2 separate regions of the Ovis aries genome follow, and region 1 is linked to region 2. Evidence: chromatin contacts called from public Hi-C data. All regions are on one chromosome and are shown on one strand. Each heading gives the region's core, a stretch centred on a gene start, on an enhancer-like site or on the middle of the called end of the contact. The rest is flanking DNA. Distances are from core to core; before and after follow the strand shown.

What was found. A called contact is a pair of places that touch in the nucleus more often than the background predicts.
Region 1: a contact with region 2 is called in a Hi-C map of liver, with 4 times the contacts expected there. The contact joins the enhancer-like site here to the promoter of LOC101116964 in region 2. A contact is called at or near these places in 12 of 16 Hi-C or Micro-C datasets (blood, hypothalamus, liver and 6 more).

What each region holds. Positions count from the first base shown.
Region 1 is chr2:104,071,194-104,076,872 of ARS-UI_Ramb_v3.0, forward strand. The region is part of intron 1 of MSRA (methionine sulfoxide reductase A); the gene reads left to right. Among named protein-coding and RNA genes, the nearest start is that of MSRA, 27 kb to the left of the region's middle. Within about 2 kb of position 4,393, at least 4 of the 54 cell types and tissues checked have an H3K27ac peak or open chromatin away from gene starts, as enhancers often do. A contact at or near this core is called in liver, where this site is marked.
Region 2 is chr2:104,032,863-104,038,479 of ARS-UI_Ramb_v3.0, forward strand. LOC101116964 (F-box only protein 3-like) reads left to right here and starts at 4,293. Exons shown (of 1, transcript XM_012128676.5): 1 at 4,293-5,617. The coding sequence starts at 4,312. The coding sequence ends at 5,304.

The sequences.
Region 1 (5,679 bases), core at 3,143-5,642, 38 kb after region 2:
GCTGAACTGCTTTGTGTCAGTGAGCTTAACTCTGACCTTAACCCTTACCCTAACGCTAACCCTGATCTTAGTGTTAACTGTGTTAGTTGCCCGCCAGGCTCCTCTGTACATGGGATTCTCCAGGCAGAAATACTGCACTGGGTTGCCATTTCCTCCTCCAGGGGATCTTCCCGACCCAGGAATGGAACCCGGATCTCCTGCATTTCAGTCAGGTTCTTTACCATCTGAGCCACCAGGGAAGCCCAGCCTGATCCTAACTAACCCTGACCCTGACCCTGACCCTAACCCTAAACCCTAACCCTAACCCTAAACCCTAACCCTAACCCTAACCCTGTCAGTAGAAGAGTTCAAGCAAAGCCTGGGTGATTCTTTCTCTCTTTCTTTTTTTTTTATTGCAGTATGATTGATTTACAGTGTTGTGTTAGTTTTTTTGTGTCAGCATGAATGATTCCTTACTGGGATGTTTGCAGAGCCCTGGTCAACAGTAGAGGCTGCAGTTGTTGCCCCGAGGGTGCCCCTCAGCTCTGGGTTCCTTTTCTAGAGTCCAGAGCCTGGACCCATGGTTCTCTGCTCCCATGAAGTATACAGCGTCAGAAGGAGAGAGAAGAGAGTCTTGGGATGGGGTGAGGTGGAATCCCAAAACTTAAGAGCAAAGGAGGACGAGCCATTATGGCTGCACAGAAGAGGCAGTCAGAAAAGAGAAAGGAGCACTCAGGAAACCAAGGGGAGAGCAAGCGGGAAGGATGGGGACAGTCGACCGGAACCACTTGCTTTGGTGGGCGTGGGGACGGGAGGGCGGAAACTGGTGGCCGGGGTTGGCTGGTGAGGAAGTGGAGAAGAGAATGGATTCCATCTTCTCTTTCAGCAAACTTGGTTGGAGTGGAAAGCAGATAGGGCAATAGTTAAGCTCGAAAGGGAGATAGTTTTTAAAAAAAGACGGGAGTGACTCGAGAATGTGTATATTCTGAAGGGGGAAGATATGGGAGGGTGTTATAGAAAAGAGGTCCATTTAAACTTGGCCTGCTTTTTTCTTTTTATGGGTGGGTTCTTCTCTTCCTGACGACCAGTCCTCTTGTTTTCCTAATTCATGGCTGTTTTCCTGCTTCATTTTCCTTCTTCACTCCTTCCCTTCATCACTGCTTCCCTCACTCTCTCCCTCCTTTCTTCTCCTCCTCTCTCCCCTTTTGAGATTTCTTTTCTTCCCCCCCCCCCAACCCTTTTATTTGGCCACACTACACAGTATATGGGATCTTAGTTCCCCAACCAGTGATGGAACCCACGTGCCACGAGTCTTAGCCCCTGAACTGCCAGGGAAGTCCCCCATTTTGAGATTTCTGACAACTTGTCTATTAATTGATGTCTTACAGGCCTGTCCCTTTGGATATCATGAGTACGACAAGGGTTCTGGGTATGACGACTTCTTATTAACCTTTTAGGAAGAAACTCATATTGCCTATTGGTCCCGGTTGTCCGTCTTCAGCTATAAATTAATCCTTCCTAATGCTCTTTACATTGTTTACTGCCTGATTTGTTCTATGTCAAGCCACATCTCAGGGCACTGTATTTGCCCTGTGCCATTTCTCAGTTTTTCATGCTTAATTCCCTGTAGGTTTTCAGATGCAAGCCCAACCAGCTTTTGTCAAGAACAGCGGCACAGTAAATGAAACACACAAAATAATTTTTTTTTGGTTTTAGAACTGATACAAAGCCAATGTGGGAAAACTTAGTTACTGCTTTCCAAAGAGTGTTTTGTAATTGTCTTTGTTGGAGGGGGAGAAGCGAGTGCAATGAGGAGGCACCTGCAGTTTTGAAACTTCCTTTCTGTTCTTCTCCTCCCTGCTGCTCCCTTGCCATCTTCTCCCCTCCCTCCCTCCTCCTCTCCTCCTCTTGTCAGCCAGCATGGCATTGAATGTAGTATGCCATGGTGGAGACAGGAATGGAAGCTGGCATATGAGAGATGCTGTGTATGAGCCGTCTCTGTAGGCATATGCTACTGATAGCTGGTGCCCTGGGTGGGAGCGATGAGGTTGGTGCTGTGTGTTCATCAGGGGTCGTGTGGCCCACGCCCTCTTCACGAGGTTCCTCCCAGAGCTAGAGTATCCATTGTGACTGGCCCTGGCCCTTCGGGTTCCCTGGGATGCGATCTGACCCTCCCAGGGCTTGGGTGCCTCTCTTCTGGGCACAGAAGCTGGAAACTGTGCAATTTATGGGGAGGAAACTCTGCTGACTGGGCAGCCAACCCTGTCACCGAGTCCAGGGAGGCTGTAGTTTTGGCTCTCCGCGGCCTCGCTCACACACTCGGAGCCTGTCCCTCCAGGCGTGTGGCGCATACACATTTAGGTTTTGAGAACCAGGTGAGTGGTAGAACCTGGCTTAGCAGTCTGGTCTGGTTCTTACATTGTTGTTTTTTTTTTCCCCCTAGAAAAATAAAGCTCTCTGTTAAAGCAGCATCATCAGTTATAGCTCATCACTAGAAGAGATGACATTTACAGAGGTCCAAGCTCTTGGAATAAACTACCAGCTTTGCTGTTAAGCCCAGCAATCAGCAACTGTTGCGTCATGAAACTTGACCACCCCCCCCCTTTTTTTTCATACTTCAAGGACGACTTCTACCAAGTCTTTTATATTTGGCATTGCCGCAGTTAATGATCACAGGGTCCTTGGCTTATACAGCAATTTCCCTGAGCTACTTAGAGCTTTTCTCCTCTTCTCACTCTTGCTGTGTTCACCAACACCAAAGTGAGAAGCCGCTGCAGCCCTGTGGAGTGGGCTGGAGGTGGGCGCTCGCTTCCCGGGTTTTGGTTGTGCCGCTCTTGGGCTGTCTCCTTTACTTACTTTGTCTCCTTTACTTACTTTGTCTCCTTTACTTACTTCTCTAGCCTCCCGGTGGCTTTTATATAAAGAGGGTTTGGAAACAAAGTTCCTAGAGGTCCTTTTCCATGCCTGCAGTGACTTAAAGTGCTTTCTTTGTATTACACTTTCGATTTTCTCTTTTCCCTTCGGAATTAGTCTCCTTCCTTAGAAGCTTATTAACTCCAGCTCTAAACCCTGCGTCTTTCTTGCATGGTTGTACTTGCTTTCGTCTCCCTCGTCTTTTTCTGTTCTTTTCTCCCCTTGAGGAACAGGCAGAGAAAGGGAAAGAAAGTGGAGGCATGCAAGGTGGTTGTGCTTATGGTTACAATATTTCCTGATAGCTTGTTTCTCAATCTGGAGGAAGTTACTTTGGCAACTGTGAATTCATCTCTCTGCCTCCACACTAACTTTGTTGTTCAGTGACCAAGTCGTGTCTGACTTTTCTTGATACCATGGACTGCAGCATGCCAGGCTTTCCTGTCCTTCACTATCTCCTGGAGTTTGCCCAAATTCATGCCCATTGAATTGATGATGCCATCCGACCATCTCATCCTCTGTCGTCCCTTTCTCCTCCCACCTTCAGTCTTTCCTAGCATCAAGGTCTTTTCCAGTGAGTCAGTTCATTGCATCAGATGGCCAAAGTATTGGAGTTTCAGCTTCAGCCTCAGTCCTTGGCCAAGAGTATTCAGGGTTGACTTCCTTTGAGATTGGCTGTTTTGATCTCCTTGCTTTCCAAGGGACTCTCAAGAGTCTTCTCCAGGACCACAGTTCAAAAGCATCAATTCTTCAAGGCTCGGCCTTCTTTATCCCTCCTTATTTTATTTTAATGGGACAGCTTACTCGTATATGCGTTTTATCAGCCTCCTCACTCCCCGTCTGGACAGTAACATCTTTAAAGACAAGAACTGTTTCCACTCCTGTACCGTATACCAAGGAGCCTTGAACACAGTAGGTATTCAGTAAATATTTACTGAGATAATAGATGGGTCAGAGTAGTGCTAATGGATGATTTAAAAAGGTAACGATCTCTTAAGGAGTTTATAGTTCAGTCAGGAAGATAAAAATAAGGTGAGAAGAGTTAAGCCATGAACCTTGTGCCACTGATGAGAAGGTAAATTTATCAAGAATTTGGAAGCACGTACTATTATTTGCGTTCTTTGCTGTGCATGGTTTTCTTTTGGACGTCCTTGGAGATCAAGTTTTCCCCACTATACGTGAATATTTCAAAGTACCGTTGAAGCAAACCCACAGGCATTTTAGAAGTAGAAGCAGACTGTGGATTTTTTTCACTGAGCAAAGTTCTTCCCACACAGACTACACGTGACCCTTGTTCTTTGCAGACTTGGTCCGGTTCCCACCTGTAATTCTGTCTCCTAAACGTGGAATTTGTCTACAGCTTTTCCATCTGAAGTCTAGTCTTCTCCTGATCATGGTGCCCAGGTCTTCTGCAGTGCGTATGTGGGCAGCCCTTGTCCTGTAAGCTCTCACTGTGGAAAGAGAAGTAGTTAAGGGGCTGCAGAGACAGGTTGCGGTTGTGTGCTGGGGAAATGCTTGGGGGAGGTGTCACCACACAGGTAGAAGCAGAAGCGGCACTGGGGCCGGGTAGGGGCAGTCAACACAGCAGGAGGCGGCAGCCCCGCTTAGGGTTGTGCACCGGGGACCGTCAGGAGGAGGTGATCGGGAGGCATCATCAGGACCAGGCTTGATGAGACCAGGTGTAGGGGACCTCCTCTGAAGCTGCTGGCACCCCTTCATGCTCTGAACCCCACTCGGCTGACTGTGTAACTCACTTGGCCTTGGGGACCTCCTGCTCTTGACTCAAACCCCAGTTCCTAACCATGGAAGTCCCAAACCCTCCTTGAGATTCCTTTGAATTCTGGAGTATGTGTGTGGGATGCTTGTATTGTCTCAATTACCACTGCCTCTCGGTTCCTGCATCCCCAGGTATTCTCTCTTTATCACACTGAATTGGCCACATAGCAGAAGGGAGCAGGTCACAGGCTGGCCTGAAGGTTGGGCCGGGAGCGCTGGAGGGGGGTTGGCTGCGCAGAGCAGAGCCTGTGCCCAGTCCGGCTCCCCTGCGCCTTTGGCCCAGCAGCCTCCTCCCCAGCCCTCCCCAGCGCAGGCTGAGCCTGCGCCTCTCTGTATCCTCTCAGCTCCCACCTCCTGATTCCTCACTCGTTTCAGCCTCTTTCCAAGAAAATGTAAGTCTTCTCACATGAAACAGACCCAACACTTCTCTATGACTTGCCTGCGTGCTCGCTCATGTCCGACTCTGCGACTCCATGGACTGCAGCCCTTTAGGCTCCTCTGTCCACGGGATTTCCCAGGCAAGAATACTGGACTGGGTTACCATTTCCTCCTCCACAGGATCTTCCAGACCCAGGGATCAAATTCACATTACCTGTCTTTTGCACTGCAGATGGATGCTTTACCTGCTGAGACAGTAGGGAAGCCCCTCTCTATGCCTTGAGTTCCAGCTAATATCCCGTTCTAAGGGTCTTGTCTAAAGTTTCAAAAACATATCAAGTTGTTTTCTCAAAGACCAAAGACTTTTCCTGCGTTGACCTAGGATTAAATTTTGTAATATAGGAAATTGAACTGGATGGCAAACTAAGTAGGTTTGAGACCGGGAAGAGGGGGTGGTAAAGAGCGATTGGGTGTAGAAGGCCCCTCTTTCCCCTGAGGGATATTTGCAAACCTCTCACTCTTATATGCATTTTATATGCATCAGCCTTCCCACTTCCCCCTCTGGACAGTAGCGTCTTTGAAGGCAAAGACTGTTTCTGCTTCATTAAATAGTTTAGCCCTGTAGCACTTACCAAG
Region 2 (5,617 bases), core at 3,043-5,542:
CTTATCTGTAGGCAGAGTAGGTAAAAGACAAAACAAAAGAAAGCAAAGCAAAACTTGAGAAGACCACATTATTTCTAAATCAAAATGCATTTTATATGGTGTTTGTATATGAGAACCAGAATTGAAATTTCAGACCAGATTAAAATGTTTTAATGAAGCAATTTAAAAATAAATCTATATTTAAAAAGATCTGAGAGGATGTATGCCAATGATAGAATATGTTCAAGTGGCTGCTTTATCTCTGGATGTTCTGTACTGTGTGATGTTTTTGAAACAAGCACATGTTTATTTATAATTTTGGAGTGTAAAGAATGACATATAAACCTAGTTAAAGAGAATTTCATTCATTTATTTGTCAAATATACTAAGGGGTAGCCACCATGAGGGAAGCAGAACTCAAAGATAGTCTTGAATTAGAGATCTTAATTTCTATTTATACTCACATTGAGATCGTTAACCTTTCGAGATTATTTAAAAATTATGTCAATCTTCAATGCCTACTTTTAAATATGTTAATATATTTAAATAAATAATGTACTTCAAAATGTTTTAAATGCTTGCTTTTTAAAACATGCGTTGAAAAGCCTCTTCAGAAATATTCAATATCAGATCATTAAACTACTGAACAAATTTGAAGTAGGTATAAAGGAATTCAGCAAATATTTCTGAGGGCACACGCATCTTATAATTATTGGTTAGCAATTTTTAAATATTTATTTGCTAAATGAGAATTGAATAAAAGAAGACCAATAAATAGGGAACCATTCCCTTTTCAAACATAACCTAAAATTGGACAATTAACTGTTGAAAGCACTGATTTCTTCTGAAGGTGCAGAAAGAATATTTTCTTTCGCTGATAAAGCAGTTTTATCCTCCTATTCAGGTTATAAATAAACCAAAGGAGATAAAACTCTAACTTAATGAGGTAGTCCAGTATTTGAAGTTAAAAGAAAAATTGAACTGGTGAAGACAGTTTACTTTTAACTAATCTATAATTCATCTTTGCAGTAATCATGTTTTGTTGAAATAAACTATGTTCTGATTACAAAAGTGATACATGTATACTACAGAAAATTCAAAAATAGAAAAGTATAAGAAAAAAAATAAAAATTAACCACAGTCCCATTATAGAGAGAAAACCACTGTCTGCATTTGGGTTACAGGATCACCTCAGAGATATTGAGGGTGGGGTTCCAGAGCACCCAATAAACACAGATTGCACTAAAATGAATCCCATGAATTTTTCGGATTCCCAGTGCATATAACAGTTATATTTACGCAATACTGCGGTCTACTGAATGTGCAACAGTGTTAACGTCTAAAAAAAGCGATGTTCGTATCTTAATTTAAAATATTGGTAAAAACTGCTAAACATTATCTGAGCCTTTAGTGAATAGATAGCTTTTTGCTGGTGGAGGGTGTTGTCTGGATGTTGAAGACTGCTGACTGATCAGGGTGGTGATTGCTGAAGGCTGGGTGGCTGTGACAACTTCTTAAAATAAGACAATGAGAAGTCTGCCATATCCATTGACTCTTTCATGAATGATTTCTCTGTAGCACGCAGTGCTGATAGCATTTTACCTACAGTGGAACTTCCTTCAAAACTGGAGCCAGTCCTCTCAAACCCTGTTTATCAACTGAATTTATGTCATATTCTAAATTTTTTGTCATCCTTTCAATAATTAAGTTGCCTTCTGATATGGGTGTGGTTTGTGGTGCCCCAAAACAATTACAACGGAAGATCACCAATACACAGATCACCAGAAGCAACATAATAACAATGAAACATTTTCAAGTGCTGCGAGAGTCACCAAGTTGGGACACAGAGATACTAGGTGGAGCAAATGCTGTTGGAGGCAGGATTGTCACAAACCTTCAGTTTGTAAAAAAAATGCCTTATCTGCTAAATACAATAAAGTGGAACACGGTAAAATGAGGTGAAAGTGAAAGTTAGCTGCTCAGTCATGTCCAACACTGTGCGAGCCCATGGACTATAGCCGCCAGGCTCCTCTGTCCACGGAATTCTCCAGGCAACAATGCTGGAATGGGTTGCCATTTCCTTCTCCAGGGGATCTTCCTGACCCAGGGATCGAACTCAGGTCTCCCACTTTGCAGGTGGATTCTTTACCGTGTGAGCCGCCAGGGAAGCCCCAAATGAGGTATGATTGTATTTTATTTTTTTTCTTTTCCCTCTGATTTAAAATATGACATATATGTAACTGGATGCTGAGGGAAATCTCACTTTTTTTCTCTGCAGTTGAAGAAGACCCAAAGAAGACCCAAAGTTTAAGAATTATTGTTGATAACCAGTAGTCAAATAAGTAAGTTGTTTGATAATTAAGCTTTAAAAAGCCTATCTACATCAGCTTTAAATTAGATAACACTGGATTGTTCACTATTTATTCAGCACATAGTTACTGAGACTTTCTGTGTGGCTAGAGGTGTTTTCTGGACTAAGAACCAGACAGTCTTGTTTTTCAAGCCTGAACAACAGGACAGTGTCACCTTCGGACTCTGGGTGAACCTGATGAACTATCCCCCAGGGGAGGGTTCTGCCAAATGCTCTCTCAGGTTAAAAAGTTGGTGACTCAGTGCATTTGGAGAAGTTGTGACTTCTCTCTCCTCTTGCTTCAACTTTACAATGACAAAAACTAAGAGACATTATCTAACTAGTGAAAGACCACAGAACTAGTTAATCGAAAATGAGTATTATAAGTCAGCACTCACAACTTTTGCGCACTCATTCGCTTTGCCATTTATTCATTTAATCTTTAAATGTTTATTGTCTCTCCAAAGGTGGCCCAGGCCTCTGGGCTCATCATTTCCCATAATAAAGACAAAATAATAATAACAATAGCTATTAGGCATTAGTGAAAGTGAAAGCGAAGTCGCTCAGTCGTGTCCGACTCTTTGTGACCCCATGGACTGCAGCTTACCAGGCTCCTCCGTCCATGGGATTCTCCAGGCAAGAATACTGGAGTGGGTTGCCATTTCCTTCTCTAGGAGATCTTCCCGACCCAGGGATTGAACCTGGGTCTCCCGCATTGCAGGCAGACACTTTACCGTCTGAGCCACCAGGGACTATATTAAGAATTCACTTGGATTATCTTGTTTAATTGTTATATAATCTCAGCAAGCACTTACAGCAGAAAAAATGATGTTGACAAATTACAGCATTCTTTTTTAAAAATATTTTTATTGTGGTAAGAGTCACATATTAAAGAATATACCCACTCCAGTACTCTTGCCTGGAAAATCCCATGGACGGAGGAGCCTGGCAGGCTGCAGTCCACGGGGTCGCACAGAATCGGACACGACTGAAGTGACTTGGCAGTAGCAGCAGCAACTGTAGAGTTCAGTGGCAGTGAGTACATCCACATAGTTGCGCAACTCTCACCATCCTCTATCACCCAAAATTTTCACCTTCCTAAACTGAAACTGTCCTCATTAAACGCTAAGCCCTCATTCTGCCTGCCCACTCCCCACTCCAACCCTTGCATCTACCAACGTACTTTCTGACTCTGTGAATTTGACTGTTCTGGGTACCTTGTATAAGCGGACCTAGAGACGGTCACACAGAGTAAGGTCAGACAGAAAGAGAAAAACTAACATATTGTGCATATACGTGGAATCTAGAAAAGCGGTACTGATGAACCTATTTGCAAAGGAGGAATAGAGACACAGACGTAGAGAACAAACACACAGATGACAAGGGGGGGAAAGCGGGGTGGGATGAGTTGGGAGATTGGGAATGACATACACACACAATTGAGACTATGTATAAAATAGACAACTAATGAGAACCTACTGGGAGACACAGGGTAAAAAACAGAAGGTACAGTCTGTTTGTGGGACATGTATTAAGTTAACCTTAAAAACTACAATATTCTTAATAAACTTTCTGGAGAGTCCAGGTAGGGGAAGTAAATAGGCAGAGCACAGAGGATTTTTAGGACAGTGAAAATACCCTATATTACATGATGTTATATGTACGGTATTATAGTCATAGATATATGTCATTATGCATCTGTGCTAAGTCTCTTCAATCGTGTCTGACTCTATGTGACCCCATGGACTGTAGCCTGCCAGGCTCCTTTGTCCATGGAATTCTCCAGGCAAGAATACTGGAGTGGGTTGCTATGCCCTCCTCCAGGATATGTCATTCTACGTTTGTCCAAATCCACAGAATGTACAACACAAACAGCGAACCCTAAGGTAAACTGTGGAGTTTGTGTCATTATGATGCGCTGATGTAAAAACCTCCGGTAAAGAAATATACCATTCTAGAGGGCCTGCACCGGGCCAGGCAAGATGGCGGCCGTGGATACTGAGTCGGCGCCCCTGACCCTAGAATCGCTGCCCACCGACCCCCTGGTCCTCATCTTATCCTTCTTGGACTACCGGGACCTAATCAACTGTTGCTATGTCAGTCGAAGACTCAGCCAGCTATCAAGTCATGATCCTCTGTGGAGAAGACATTGCAAAAAATACTGGCTGATATCCGAGGAAGAGAAAACACAGAAGAACCAGTGTCGGAAATCCCTCTTCATTGATACTTACTCTGATGTAGGAAGATATATTGACCATTATGCTGCTATTAAAAAGGCCTGGGATGATCTCAAGAAATACTTGGAACCCAGATGTCCTCGGATGGTTTTATCTCTGAAAGAGGGTGCTCGAGAGGAAGACCTAGATGCTGTGGAAGCTCAGATCGGCTGCAAGCTTCCTGATGATTATCGGTGTTCCTATGGTATCCACAATGGGCAGAAGTTAGTTGTTCCTGGGTTGCTGGGAAGCATGGCACTGCCTAATCACTACCATTCTGAGGATTTGTTAGATGTCGACACGGCTGCTGGAGGCTTCCAGCAGAGACAGGGATTGAAATACTGTCTCCCTTTAACTTCTTGCATACACACTGGTTTGAGTCAGTACATAGCAGTGGAAGCTGCGGAGGGCCGAAACAAAAATGAAGTCTTCTACCAATGTCCAGACCAAGTGGCTCGGAATCCAGCTGCTATTGACATGTTTATCATAGGTGCTACATTTACTGACTGGTTCACTTCGTATGTCAACAGTGTTGTATCAGGTGGCTTCCCTATCATCAGAGACCAAATTTTCAGATATGTTCATGATCCAGAGTGTGTAGCAACGACTGGGGATATTACAGTTTCAGTTTCCACATCATTTCTGCCAGAACTTAGCTCTGTACATCCACCCCATTATTTCTTCACATACCGAATCAGGATTGAAATGTCAAAAGACGCCCTTCCTGAAAAGGCTTGTCAGTTAGACAGTCGTTACTAGAGAATAACAAATGCTAAAGGTGATGTGGAAGAAGTTCAGGGACCTGGAGTAGTTGGTGAATTTCCAATCATCAGCCCAGGCCAGGTATATGAATATACAAGTTGTACCACATTCTCTACAACATCAGGCTATATGGAAGGATATTATACCTTCCATTTTCTTTACTTTAAAGACAAGATCTTTAATGTCGCCATTCCCCGATTCCATATGGCATGTCCGACATTCAGGGTGTCTATAGCTCGATTGGAAATGGGTCCTGATGAATATGAAGAAATGGAAGAGGAAGAAGAGGAGGAGGAGGAGGAGGACGACG